Linked DNA regions of Zea mays: region 1 is linked to region 2. A link is a contact called in public Hi-C data. All regions are on one chromosome and are shown on one strand. The core of a region is the stretch at or near the end of the contact, and the rest is flanking DNA. Distances in the headings are between cores, read along the strand shown.

Region 1 (7,062 bases), core at 1,122-3,621, 150 kb before region 2:
CATCCCCCACCCTTGGTAACAACTAACTTCCCAACTGATCGATCGGGACAGCGAAAGCGACCGAGAGAGAGACAGCGTACTAATTCACACCACCAGCATAAATGGATACAGGTAAAGATGGAAGTGGACTTGGATTGTCCAAAGTGTACGTACGTAATTGGACTACTGTGGATAGCTTTGGACTAGATTTGTTTGAATATGAATAAGGCTTGGATTTGGAACCCATAAGGGCTTGTTCGGTTCCTCCGGAAATGATTCCGGGTCAAAAAATTTTACTATTTTATATAATCTTCATAAGGGTTTGTTCGGTTCTACTCTAATCCATATGAATTGAGGGGTTTGAATCCCTAGTAAGTCAAAATCTCCCCAATCCATATCAATCTCTCAAATCCATATGGATTGAAAATAACCGAACATGCCCTAAATGTTTTGAATCTTAGATACACAACTTGCCGGAATCCAAACATCCATTTGACCAGGATCAGGATCTGCACCTAGGAGGCGGTACGTAGGCATGCCGTCTGTCGTTGCTGGAGGAGATAAATCACCTCCTTTCCTCTATAACACCCCCTAGATTCAGCACCACCATCCAAGGTTACAACGATGATGAGTCGAGACTCCAGACACGGAACGGAACCATCCCTAAGAGAAGATTGTTTGGTTCACGATCAGAGTTTGGACAGTCTGAATTGGACGATCGAGAAGGAGACACCAGAGTACGTGGTTGTTATCTAAGCTGTCACGCAACTAGACACACACCCTAAAAAAGCTCTAAGTCTACTGTAAGGTCTAATTTTTACATGTGAATTTAGTTATCAAGCGCCAGTGCTATCTATACAGACGGTTCCTTATAAAAACCATATGTAGAAATCATATTTTTGCAGACGTTTTTTTAAGAAATCGCCACTAGAAATCATTTTATCGTTAACCTTTTTTAGTTTTCAAACGACCTCGTATGAAAAAAACCCACCACATTAAAAGTTGTAGACCTCTACAAGTCTCAAAATTTACATCTAAATTTGTTAAATTTAAAATTCAAATTTTGTACACGGCCTTAGATGAAAAAAAGTATCAAAATAAAAGTTGTACAAATGCTGCGGAGACGAGCGAGCGAGGCCTCTCTAGTCAAAATATTTTTTTTACAATTTTAAAACCAATTTTATATTCCCTGAAAAAGATTACCACTAGCGGTTCTCAATTATCCACCTATAAAAAAATTATTTCTATTGATCGTAGCACCGGCGGTTCTAAAAACCGCCAATACAAATAGGTTCAAAACAGCCTCTATAAAGCTTCTATATACTAGTGGACATATGTGTTGTACTTGTATATGGCTACTTCCATGATTTATGTTACAAAATAGATACGCCACGCATTAGCATATCTATCATGTTTTTATAATTTATGAGTACATGATTATCAATCATTATCATTAGATATACAATATAGGGGAATAACATGGTGACAATATAGACAAATAGTCCTACATCCTCGCATACCAGCATCAGAATCACACTCATTCATGCTCCTAAAGTTTATCGTCGATCAATACCATAGCAGCAACAACAGAGTCTTCATAGTATTCACGTGTGCGGCGATGAAACGACGTGATGCTAGTATGCTAGCTCCGCATGCGTAGGGACACAAATAGTGACAACATGCAACCTTAGAGATAGAGGCGGCATCGTTTGAGACAACTCTCACTTGGCTCTAACATGTTGGGTCCTTGACCTTGTCAGTGTCCAGGAAAGCTTGCCGATGGCCGTCAAGACGCATTCAAGAATCCTGATATAGAAAGCTACCGCAGGATCCATCTATCTGGATCACCGCTCTCGAGATCCTACATCCCATGGGCCTCTCCTAGCCCTGTCTAGAGAAGGTGCTTGACACTAGGTAATTTAACATTAGTATATCTCAAATTAATAATTACAAAGTTTCGTAAAGAGCTATTATGGGACAAGGGGCTCACCAGATCTCGTGACACTCCAAGGCTCAAATCACCCAACGACTCAAAACGTTCGTTTTAGCTCATAAGTCGTGCCAAATTAATTAATCTATAGATATTGGATCATTTAGATAGCCGGCTCGTTACTTAGCATTCGATAATAGATACTCCCTCCGTTTCTTTTTATAAGTCGCTGGATAGTGCAAAATTGCACTATCCAGCGACTTATAAAAAGAAACGGAGGGAGTACATAACAAATTACTATTTATATCATTCATAATATCGATGATTCTATAATATACATTTAGATGCTGTTAATTTACTATATAATATAATAATATTTATTAGAGTACCTCACGAGCCGACGAAATCAAATCTCCTTCTCTAGCTCGTCAAGTGTGCAAGGTGAGTTGAGCCGAGCTCGAGCTTGGTTAGCCAGCTCGGCTAGGCCTTTCCAGCTACGACCCGACGCAATCGCACAGCGTCGCCTCGGCCGCAGTTCGGAGTGCAGGCACAGGCCGCAGAGATAGGCGATCTGGCGCGGCGGTTGCCAAGGGCAGACTACCGAGCGGGCAGGGCAGTGCGATCGCGGACCAAATTTCAGTTGCTATCTCCCGGCCTTTTCTCCCCTTCACTCGCTAACCTTACCTTCCTCTAGTCTCCCGTGGGGTTCCTATTCTTAGCCTGACGCGCCTAGCGACGGGCGCGCGCACGCACACGCACACGGTTCGTTCCATGGCCGCGGCCGCGACGACGTCCACGGCAACCAGTTGCTCGTCCTCGTCCACCAGCCCCGGCCCTCACCGCAGGCGCCAGCCCAACGACATCGAGCGCGACGACGACTCCTGCTGCGGCTGCGGCGGCGGCGCCGATCACCACTTCCTACACGCCTGTGCGCACGACGACGCCGAGTGCGACCTCCACGGGCACGCCGCCGCCGCCACGCCCTGCAGCGGGAGGGCGCTGCAGTTGGCGCGGAGGAAGCGAGCGTGGGCCGTGGCAGGCGCGCCACCCCGGACGGCCTGGATGAGGGGCATCGTGCTCTGCCTCCTCGGCCTCGTCGCCGTCATTGGGTTCCTGGGATCGCACCGGGGCGGCGGGCGCACGGCCACGAGCGCGGGCGGCGCTGGCACCGACGACGGCGGGAGGCTCAGGGTGGAGGTGGCCGACGCCGACGTCATGGAGTGGACGGAGGAGAATTTGACGGCCCTTGCGCGCCGCTCGCCTGAACCGCCGGTGAGTACGTGCGCACCTCCCGCGCCGTTGATCGCCAGCTCGCCTCCGACTCTTTTTATTTCAGCGATCATCATGTCATGTCAACTTACTATGCACGCACTTGAAATTTGAAAACTGGACATTAATTGATGCAAAATGCTCCATTTGGGCACCGAAAATGATCAAATTTCTGACGGAGTCATTTGATTTGTAGTTTCATTGTTCCCAATTTGGGATGTTCACAATTCATAAGTAGTCGCAAGTCGAAATCAGATTCAGGCACCCCAAGTCGAAATTGCCTATAAAAATTGGTAATTACAAAAAACGAGGTGCCGTTTTTTTTTTGCAAGAGATGTGAACATGGTAGATTCTAAACACAAAGCTGAACTGATTGACACCTTGAGAGAAATGGAAAAAAGGGGAGAAGTTTCTTCCATTCTCTGAAAAAGAGTGGAGCTTTTGGATCACCGCTCGTCGCGGAATGGGATATTTATATGGGGAGAAATGATTGGCGATAAGGACAACGATTCCACCAGTATTTGTTGCTAGCGTGAGTCACTGGAACCAAAAGAACACAATACATGACGCGAGTTCCAGAGTCTAGGTGCAAGGCAGCTGTTTATATCTGCTTTTGTGTTTTCGTGAAAATGGTTTCCATGTTCTTTGATGTATCTCACTGCATTCACATGCGAGATACATCACTATATTTCTTCACATCTGGTCATTTTTAGCTATTGAGGTCCAGTTGTACCTGAAAAAGAAATGTTCAGAGCGCATTCGGTTGGTGTCATCGACGTTGGGGGTGTTTGATTTCCTTGACTAAAGTTCATGTGACATTGAATATTTGAATATATCAATTACAAGTATTGAATATAATCTAATTGTAAAACTATTTATACAAATAAAGACTAACGACGAGACGAATTTATTGAGTCTAATTAACCCATGATCCAACCACGAAACATGGAATAATTAGTCTTAATAAATCTGCTCGTCGTTTAGTCCTCTTCTATGTAATTACTTTTATAATTAAATTATATTTAATACCCGTATTTGACATTCAAACAATCTATGTGACACGGTCTTTAGTCACGAATACCAAACACTCCCTAATTGTCAAACTTTCAAGTAAGAAAACAAAGGATTGAACGAATAAGTAACTAATATGTTAGCCAACACCATTTAATTTATTATTTTAATAAAAGAATGATTCTTAACCTTTCACAAAAAGTTTTTTTTTGGAATTTGCTGCTTTACCATGTTAAACCAGTATCATGGCGTCCTTAAAAAACAAGCTTTCTAATAATATTGGAAAAATCAGAATTTGCAATAGTATACATAAAGTTCACCTTGGAAAGATGGATTAAGGTCCAATGAGGCCCGAAGGTGTGGCTTTGCTGTTTTCAAGACTCATCTCGTGAAAGTGGTGACTTTAATTTGGTAGTAGGGACAACAAGCTTCAGTTCAGGAAAGTTTGGGTACCCTGGCAGAGACGCAGAGTCCGCCAGTAAAGCAATCTGGTGTCCATATTCAGCCAAATATTTATATGCACGATTCATAAAAAGCAAGACATTTTCGTTCAGATTCCATGCCATGCGAAGCTTGACTTCACTTTATGTTACAAGAGCTAGACTAGATGTGGTTGACTGATTTTTACTGAAGTTCCCTTCCAAACACGGACAGATACCTGGGATATGGATGAAACCAGACAGTGAGGGTTACAGCCAGTGCATTGAACGGCCGAAGAATCACCGCAGTAATTTACCCCCGCTCATCGTTTGATTTGCTTCCTTTCATGTTCAGATTCAGCTGCATTTTCTTAATCAGGACACGCTTGCTTCAGGGAAAAACAATGCATCTGTCGGTTACCTGGTCGTTGATGCAAACGGTGGCCTAAACCAGATGAGAATGGGAGTACGTATACACTTGTGCTAGTGTCGTGGCAACGTCTTTCAGCTAACTGTCATTAATTCCTTGGCAACTATTCTTACAGATAAGTGATATGGTTGCAGTGGCGAAGATCATGAACGCATCGCTGGTGATCCCTACTCTGGATCATCAGTCATTCTGGACTGACCCAAGGTCAGTGACTCTATATCTAGCTGTGCTGAACCAGCCTGAAGAAGAAACTGCGAGCAGACTGACGACTAGTGTTTTTTTTTGGTATGTAGCGATTTCAAAGATATATTCGACGTCGATCACTTCAAGGAGTCGTTGAAGGAAGACATTGTGATCGTGGATTCCCTCCCACCACATTACAGAAGGGTGAAACCGTACGTGAGAGCGCCCACCTCCTGGTCCAGGGTACGAGTCAACAACTTGTTTGCTCTACTGGATTGCATTGCAGTTGCAGCAGCTTAGAGGATAACCGAATACGTACTGAATAGGCTGATGCATCGCCAGCTCCGTTTTCCAGGCTTCCTTCTACAGAGACTTTGCGAAAATCCTGAGGAAGTTCAAAGTGGTGAGGTTTACACACACGGATTCACGGATCGTGAACAACGGCCTCGCTCCTTCGCTGCAAAAGCTTCGGTGCCGCGCGAACTACGAGGCGCTCCAGTACAGGAAGGAGATCGAAGAGCTCGGCAACACGCTGGTTGATCGGCTGAGAAACGAGTCCCAGCATTACATCGCGCTTCACCTGAGGTAGCTGAGAGTTCACAGCGTTCGGTGGCCGGCTATTATCTGCAGATCAATCAATGGATGAACTTGCATTGGTTTGCCTTGATCGTCGTCAGATACGAGAAGGACATGCTGGCCTTCACCGGGTGCAACCACAACCTGACGCTGGATGAGGCGGCGGAGCTGACGGACATGCGGTTCAAGGTGCGGCACTGGAAGGAGAAGGACATCAACAGCGAGGAGAGGCGGCTACAGGGCGGGTGCCCCATGACGCCCCGCGAGGCGGCCGTGTTCCTCAAGGCCATGGGGTACCCCTCGGCCACCAAGATCTACATCGTCGCCGGCGAGATCTACGGGGCGCACAGCCTGGACGCGCTCCGGGCCGAGTACCCCAACATCTACACGCACTACAGCCTCGCCACGGTGGACGAGCTGGAGCCGCTGGAGCTGTACCAGAACAGGCTCGCCGCCGTGGACTACATCGTGGCCCTGCAGAGCGACGTGTTCGTGTACACGTACGACGGCAACATGGCAAGGGCCGTGCAAGGGCACAGGCGATTTGAAGGGTTCAGAAAAACCATCAACCCTGACAGGTCCGGCCTTTTCTTTTTTTGTTTTCTTTCTTTCCCAGAAATAGTTTGGAATGCAGTTTTTTTTTGGTGGCGTGAAGATAGTACGATCCCCACACCACAATCTCGCGAAATTTAGACGCTTCAGAGACGACGTCAGATCTTGGTTCTAGAGCCTGACGAAACATTTTTTTCTTTTGTCTGTAGGCTGAAGTTTGTGGAGCTTATTGACAAGCTGGATGAAGGTTCTATGTCCTGGACTGAGTTCCAGACTGTGGTGAGGAAGCAACATGAGAATAGACTCGGAGGTCCGTACGAGAGATTGCGTGGGGCAAGCCCAAGGCAGGAGGAATACTTCTACTCAAACCCGATCCCTGGGTGCCTCTGCAAAAGGGTTCAGAGGAGTAGATGATATGGATTTTTCTGGGTTCCATTGAAATTGTTCAGTCTTAGAAACATACCGTACCGACAGCTTCAGCGGCTGGAGCGTGGATGGAGATGAACCTTCCTCCGCGTAGCAGAGATCATCACCCCGAAGCGAAGAGCGAGAGCTAGCAAACTGACTTTACACTAGCAGTTTCGATTATTTTTTTTTTCCTAGGCTGACAGGCAACACGTGCAGCTGAGATATCTGGAGAGGGCACAGGGTGTGCAGAATGTGAAGTGCGTCGTCAAAAGAGTTGTGTAAAAGCAAGGAATGCAGATGTGCAG
Region 2 (7,106 bases), core at 3,249-5,748:
GGTCCCTTCTCTGATTCTGTAGGTGAATCATAGGGGGAGTAGCATTCTGCAGTAACCAATCGTAAAATTAACATATCTAATTTTGGCTAACGTGTTCTCTTTCTGGCTGTATAATGTGCTCTAGATTATTTTTAATACAACAATAGTATGCCTGAAGGCTGAAGCCAGGCGTAACTGAAGATAAGTACCCTTGTTTTCTTTCAGCATTGGTCTTTTATTTTTTTAATGATAGATACTATTACTTTAATTTTATAGTGTTTGTTGCATACAAGAATAGTTATCACTGTTTATTGTCAGCACTGATTTATTCCAGTGTATGTTCTTTTAAAAATTCTGTGTAGCTCGTCCATGTCGGAACGACCATTAGATTTGGTCTCATGCATAAGTGCAGAAAATAAAACGAGAAAAAAGCGAAGGTTATTACTTACAGAGCTGTATCTTGCAATGTTAGTTGTGGTGGTAGATTATGTCCATAAGGAGAAGAGGTCAAAGGATCTAGGTGCATTTAGTGATGAGGAGCACATGTCAACATTTAGAAAGTATTTGCTTAAAAACTTATATGAGGATTCTGAAGTTACGTGCTACGATGAGCTGCCTTTAACTAAGAGGAAAACTTCCATAACTTGTGCAACATGTTGCGTGAAATGTGTGGGCTTTGTGGAAGTGTGTTTTTTTATGTTGAAGAAAATATTGCTATGTTATTCCTTGTTCTTGGTCATGGTACAAAAATGAGAGTGCTTTGTGGGACATATAAGCGGTCTCTTGAAACAATTAGTAGGCTATTTTCTGATGTCTTATCTGCCATTATCTCATTATCTAGAGAGAATCAAACTTCCCGATCCTTCAGTCCAACCCCCTAAGGCTTTGTTCGTTTCATCCCTAATCCATGGGGATTGAGGGGGATTGGAGTGGATTGAGGGAGATTTTGGCTTGTAGGGGATTCAATCCCTCTCAATCCTCATGGGTTTGATAAAAACGAACAGGGCCTAAAGATTATAAGTGGAAGTGGTTTCAGCATACACTTGGAGCATTAGATGGGTGCCACATTGATGTATGTGTTGATGTTGCTGCTTAAGGAAGGTACGGGAATAGGAAGCGACAAATCACGACTAACATGCTAGGTGCTTTTGACTGAAACATAATTTTTTTTGTATATTCTATCTAGATGGGAAGGTTCAACTTCTGATTCAAGGGTTTTACATGATGCCAGGTCTTGCCAGGATGCTTTTGTTGTAGCCAAGGGTATGACTCCATCTTGGCTGTTTGCTAGAGCATAATTTACTTGTTTATTTTTAGCTAACTCTCTTCCTCCATGATAGAAAAATATTCCATCAGTTCCAAAATAGTAGACATTTTCGTTCTAGATTTTTATATCTATATTCATATTGATGATTATGAACCTAGACATATATATATGGAGCATATATATTAATTATTGTATGAATCTAGTCAAAAGGTAAAACGAATTTTAATTTAGGATGGAGGGAGTATTACTTAGTTGATGTTGGTTACATTAATGGTCTTGGTTTTCTGTCTTCATATAGACCGACTAGCTATCACCTGAAAGAGTGGGTTGTATGTTAATAACAACCCAAAACTCTAAAATAATTGTATAACTTGTGATATCCTCGAGCTACAAATATGGTAGAGAGAACCTTTGGTTTATGGAGAAAAATGAGGTATATTTTGTAACCAATATTTTTAAAATAGAGCACTAGGTACTGCCTTCTATAATATGTGTCCTATTATAGTTGAATGCAGCATTATTTGCTTGCTTTGTCACCAGCTTGCATTTTTTTGGTAGATTCACATTCCATCCGATTGGTTGCATGGGCGTGCCCATGCGAACTCTCCCCACGCGTGACCAAGCGTCAGACGTTGTTTGGTTCTTTGCATATGTCGAAAAAGTGGTGAATCTAGGATTTAAAGTTAGGGTGACCCAATTTTATAAAAACCAATAAATAAATGAGTTTGTATTTTAAATTCTACAATGTATGAGAATAAAAAATAAATAAATCAAAATCATATATATAATTTAGTAGGATCAAAATCAGAGCGTGGGTCAGAGCCCACCCTATCCACCCTCTAGATACACCAATGCGTCGAAACCAATACCGCATTCGCAGTTGCAGGACACGCAAAAAATACACCACCTCGTTGCATGTGTGGGTACGAAGGGGGTGTTCCGTTTCTGGCAGACCTAGCTCCATTGTGGCACGCCAAGCTATCCCACTCAACCAATCAGATGGATTATCATTGCTTGTTGTGTGTTGCACAACTTTGCAAGAGATAGACAACGCGAGATGTGTGATATTTACTGCATGAAGTGGATACTAAGATAGCTGTAGCGCCAGTTGATATCCTAGATGCTACTAATTTAATTAGAAATGTCTAGGTTACCACTGAGTGGAACAATTTTAGGGACCAACTAGCTAATGAAATGTTCACCGCTTATCAAACAAGGCTTAGTTAATGGCTAGCGTCTACCATTTGTGTGATGGAAAGATGGAGGCATTTTGTATGTAGGCAGATGGTTTTTTACATGAATACATGATAGGCTCTTCGGGTAATTTGTGTGATAGGATGGACATGTTTATTTTGGCTTCTTAGCCAATTCTAGCGGTCAGAAGCGAATTCTGACCGCCAAACGTTTCGTTTTTAGCCTGTTCTGTAACTACGAATGCAGTATTAGCAAGATACTTTCTCAAAGTAGATATCACAAAGTAGAACGTCACTTCAAGATGTAAAACCGTTGACAAACATTTTGAATTTATTAGCAAGATACTTTCTCAAAGTGGGTTTGGATGGGATTGAGAAAATCACATGCCCTCAATTGATAGTGACGATGTGAGGAGTAGTGGCTGGAAAGCAACAGTTGCTAGAAATTACAATATTAGCTACATAATTTTATATGAAATTCTTGTAGTACATGCAACACACTGCAATTATGATTGCACAAACTATCTTAAATAATGTTTATAATTATTAATGGACTGATTTAATATATATATGTGTATGGTGCAACAACTTTTATTTTGCTACAATAATTTATTAATCAAATATCAAATGCTATATGCATCACAACAAATGTTTTTATGCAATAACTTGAATTTAAAAATGTCATTTTGTTGGCATAGGCTATTGCAATGATGCTATCACGATAAGACCTAATTCTTTGTCATGTGCAATGTTTCTTTTCCAAGGTGACAAACGCAGACAGTATGTCACAACTCACAAGAAAAAAAATGTGTGAGGTTTACTCGACGCTCTAGGATTATTGGTTCTTGTTTGCAACAACTATTTCTAAATGTTATGTATAAGCATAACCAAGAGTGAAGGAAGCTTAACCATTTTAGCATGAAGATTCTTCCCCATTCTAACATAGACATGTGTACAAAGTTTGTTGATTTTGATTTGCACAAGAGCTACAGTCCATACCGTCTTGCAGAAGTACATGTAGATCAACCTTTAGTTTTTGGATACTGATTTTTGCATCCATAGATCTGGTGTGGTTGCAAACGTTGAGTTAATCATTGTTGGCAACTACAGGAGCAATGCCTACCGCAATTTTATAGCATTAGCGTGAGTTTTTGATGTTTTTAAATTTAATGGACAAACCATTTAGTAGGATGATGGAGATCTATGCATTCTCAGATTCCGATGACTATGGAGATCAATAATTAGAGTATTTTGTAGTGCACATGGATTTAGGAGCTAATATGCTTTCAACTCATCTCCATTTCAAATTATAAGACTTTTTAGATTTTCTAAATGTGTAGTTTTATGTACTTAGGCACTTTATCTAGATATCATAAAAATGTATCTAGGAAAAATAAAACATATTATAATTTAGAAATGAGTATATAAATTGCATTACGAACATCATTGATGCATGAGTATGGTCGTCATTTAAAGTCCTATGAAATTATGTAACACTCCTAACAAATAATGACATTTAGGATATTAGTAAACTTTCTCACTAAGCTCTACCACTAGAATTATATACTAGTTATTATCGTGTGGCCTTTCTATGTTAGACATATCTTGGATCCATAGTCCTTCCATGTCTTGTGCCTAAATGACAAATGTTGACAACCAAACATGTTCAATTTCAGAATTACTATGTACCTCATATTTTTTAGAAAAAATGTCATCTGTACACAAAATTACTATCATACTCGAACATAATCTATAGTTGATTGCTGGTTTAAGTAAATATGTTTTAGCTTTTACACAAAAATATCAGCTTGCAACTATTTTCTCGTAGCTAGAATTATATTTTTCAAAATTTAGCTGAACCAAACAGATCATCAGGTAGATTAAAGTTTTAAAAAATACGTAAGATAATTTTAAAAATTATTTATTTAGAAACCCTTAGAAGCCACGCGTCACGCTCTCAGTGGCTGGCGTCTGCGCACCAGAGGATCCATAGCAGGCAGGCGGTGTAGGGTACTAGCAGCAGGCCAGCAGCACAGTAAACACGAAAAGCAAGAAAGTCACGCAGTCACACGCATCCGCAGCACTCCGCCACTCCCTCTGCTTCAGACAGACCAGTGCGCGCTCAATTACCCCCCGACCCCTACCGCGTCCACCACACCAAACCGTTTCACCCGGACCTGCCCCCAACACCCTGCTCTATCCTCATAGCAAACCACCGCCTGAATTGGGCGGCAATTGGGAGAGGATTCGCGGCAGGTAGGGCGCTGATCCGTTGGCGAGATGATTGCGGCTGTCAACCGAGTGCCGGCAGGCTGGGGCGAGGATGAGATGTCCGTGCTGCCGCGGCACACCAAGGTGGTGGTCACCGGCAACAACCGCACCAAGTCGGTGCTCGTGGGCTTGCACGGAGTCGTGAAGAAGGCCGTCGGTCTCGGAGGATGGCATTGGCTGGTAATTATCTGCTTCCTTCCACCTTGCAATTGCTGATTTTTTTTTATCCCAGATCTTGTTTTGCTGCAATGTGAATTGCTTTTCTGGTTGCTAATTTTGGGTTTTAGTTGACCTAGAGCTTCGATCAGGTCCGTGTTTGGAGGATTTACCCTAATTTAGCCCGGATTGCCAATCTGGATTAGTTTATTGGAGTTCAGATCGATCCGTTTTCTTTACCTTTTCTTTTTCTACTTCTAGGTTTAAATTATTGCTGCAGTGTTGTACCTTGCAGTTTGATACAGCATTGGATCATTCCTAATTTCTCTCCATCTAGATTGCAATATCGCCATTAAATGTATTCCCAAGATTATCTAATCTCAATTTTGCTGTTGAAACTTTCCCCAGCTACTTGCAGTTATTCAGACGAAAACTCAGATCTTTGTTCCTCACTGTCACTGCATTGTTCGTGGTCCTGGTAGCACTGCATAGTTTTGTTTTGTTTGATCTGTATTTGAATTGGGCTGTCAGCATCAATTGTGAAACTGGTCGCAGTGGACCATTATTGCTTTGGTGCGTTGGATATTTTAGGTATCTAGATTTGAGTCTGGCTGTAGTCCTTGCTGTCCTTTTATGGAATTTGTATTGAGCTGAAGATGGCAGTTGGCCTCGGAGGATGGCATTGGCTGGCAATTCGCTGCTTCCACCTTGCAATTCCCGATTTTTAATCCCAGATCTTGTTTTGCTGCAATGCGAATTGCCTTTCTAGCCGTCAATTTTGGGTTTTAGTTGCTCTAGGGTTTCGCTCAGGTCCGTGTTTGGAGGATTTACTCTAATTTAGTCGTATTGCGAATCTGGATTAGTCCATTGAAGTTCAGATCGATCTTGTTTTCTTTTTTTTCCTTTTCTTCTTCTTCTTCCAAATTATAATTCTGGGTTTAAGTTATTGCTGCAGTTTGATTCAGCATTGAACTGTTCCTAATTTCTCTCCATCTAGGTTGCAATATTGCAATTAGATTTGTTCCCAAGATTGTCTGATCTCGATTTTCCTGTTGACCTTTCCCCAGCTACTTATAGTTATTCGGACGAAAAATCAGATCTTGGTTTCTGACCATCACTACGTTGTTCGTGGTCCCGATTGCACTGCGGAGTTTCATTTTGTTCGATCTGTATTTGAATTGGGCTGCCACCGCTCACCGTCAATTGTGAAACTCGTGGCCGTAGATTATTATTGCTTGCTGCGTTGGATGTTTAGGTAATCTAGATTTGAGTCTTGTTGTAGTCCTTGCTGTTTTTTTAGGGGATTTGGATTGGAATTTCTGGAGGCAGCTCTTAAGTTATTTGTTCCTGTATTTGAGTCACTGTTCCTTAGATTGCGCCAATACAATGTATCGGCTTAGTCTTGATTTGATTTTAGATTTATTCTATCTGTTTTTATTTAGCAAAATAATTTGGTATTTATGCTATCCAATCACTCATTCAAGCAACCATCGTTGTCTCGACGTGCTATTGAGTTCACACCTCTTCCGAACTGTTTACAGCCAAAACTTGACAGTACGATTTTTGGGTAATTAACAATATTATAGTATTATGTATGATCATTTTTTTTGGGTTTAGTAATGCCTGGCTAGAGTCGTAGGTCTGGAGATGAAATCATGCTTTGCTGATTTCCAGCGATATGTCTGGATCTGGTTCCGAACTTCCAGTATACAAACTGCTTAGATCGCTATCATATGCATTGGCTAATTAGATGGTGCATTGATTTAGACATCCCATCTCACGTGATATTTTGGACCTATTTGGCTGACCGTGCTTGTTTTATTTTATCTATGACACCACCGCAGGTTATTCTCTGGGTGTTTGGATCCCACCACCCTCAGCACGCACGCCACCACTCATTGCTGTTTTAATATCTATTCTTTAGCCCTTCATAGCCATTTTATTTCCTGGATATACACAGCTCGAGATGGGGCAATCATTGGATGCTTTTGTGCTAAAATTTGCTTTCAAATAAACTTGTCAATTCTCATGGTTGAATTCGCTACTTTAATCAAATGATAAAAAGTTTGTGCTTGTTCCTAAAAATCTGATGTTCATTTGCTCTCATATTCTAGGTACTTACTAATGGAATAGAGGTAAAGCTGCAGCGGAATGCTTTAAGTGTGATTGAACCTCCGACAGGCAACGAGGATGATGATAAATTTGATTGTGAAAACCTGCGGTGGAATAGTTCAGACTTG

What was found. A called contact is a pair of places that touch in the nucleus more often than the background predicts.
Region 1: a contact with region 2 is called in a Hi-C map of leaf, with 4 times the contacts expected there. The contact joins the promoter of LOC103630388 here to the promoter of LOC100384613 in region 2. A contact is called at or near these places in 3 of 25 Hi-C or Micro-C datasets (bundle sheath, ear and leaf).

The regions. Positions count from the first base shown.
Region 1 is chr6:159,685,135-159,692,196 of Zm-B73-REFERENCE-NAM-5.0, reverse strand. LOC103630388 (O-fucosyltransferase family protein) reads left to right here and starts at 2,371. Exons shown (of 8, transcript XM_008651442.3): 1 at 2,371-3,181; 2 at 4,823-4,916; 3 at 5,004-5,074; 4 at 5,154-5,242; 5 at 5,332-5,464; 6 at 5,577-5,806; 7 at 5,899-6,375; 8 at 6,559-7,062. The coding sequence starts at 2,681. The coding sequence ends at 6,763.
Region 2 is chr6:159,532,438-159,539,543 of Zm-B73-REFERENCE-NAM-5.0, reverse strand. It overlaps LOC100384613, which reads left to right and starts at 4,498. Exons shown (of 6, transcript NM_001177112.1): 1 at 4,498-4,890; 2 at 6,981-7,106. The coding sequence starts at 4,720.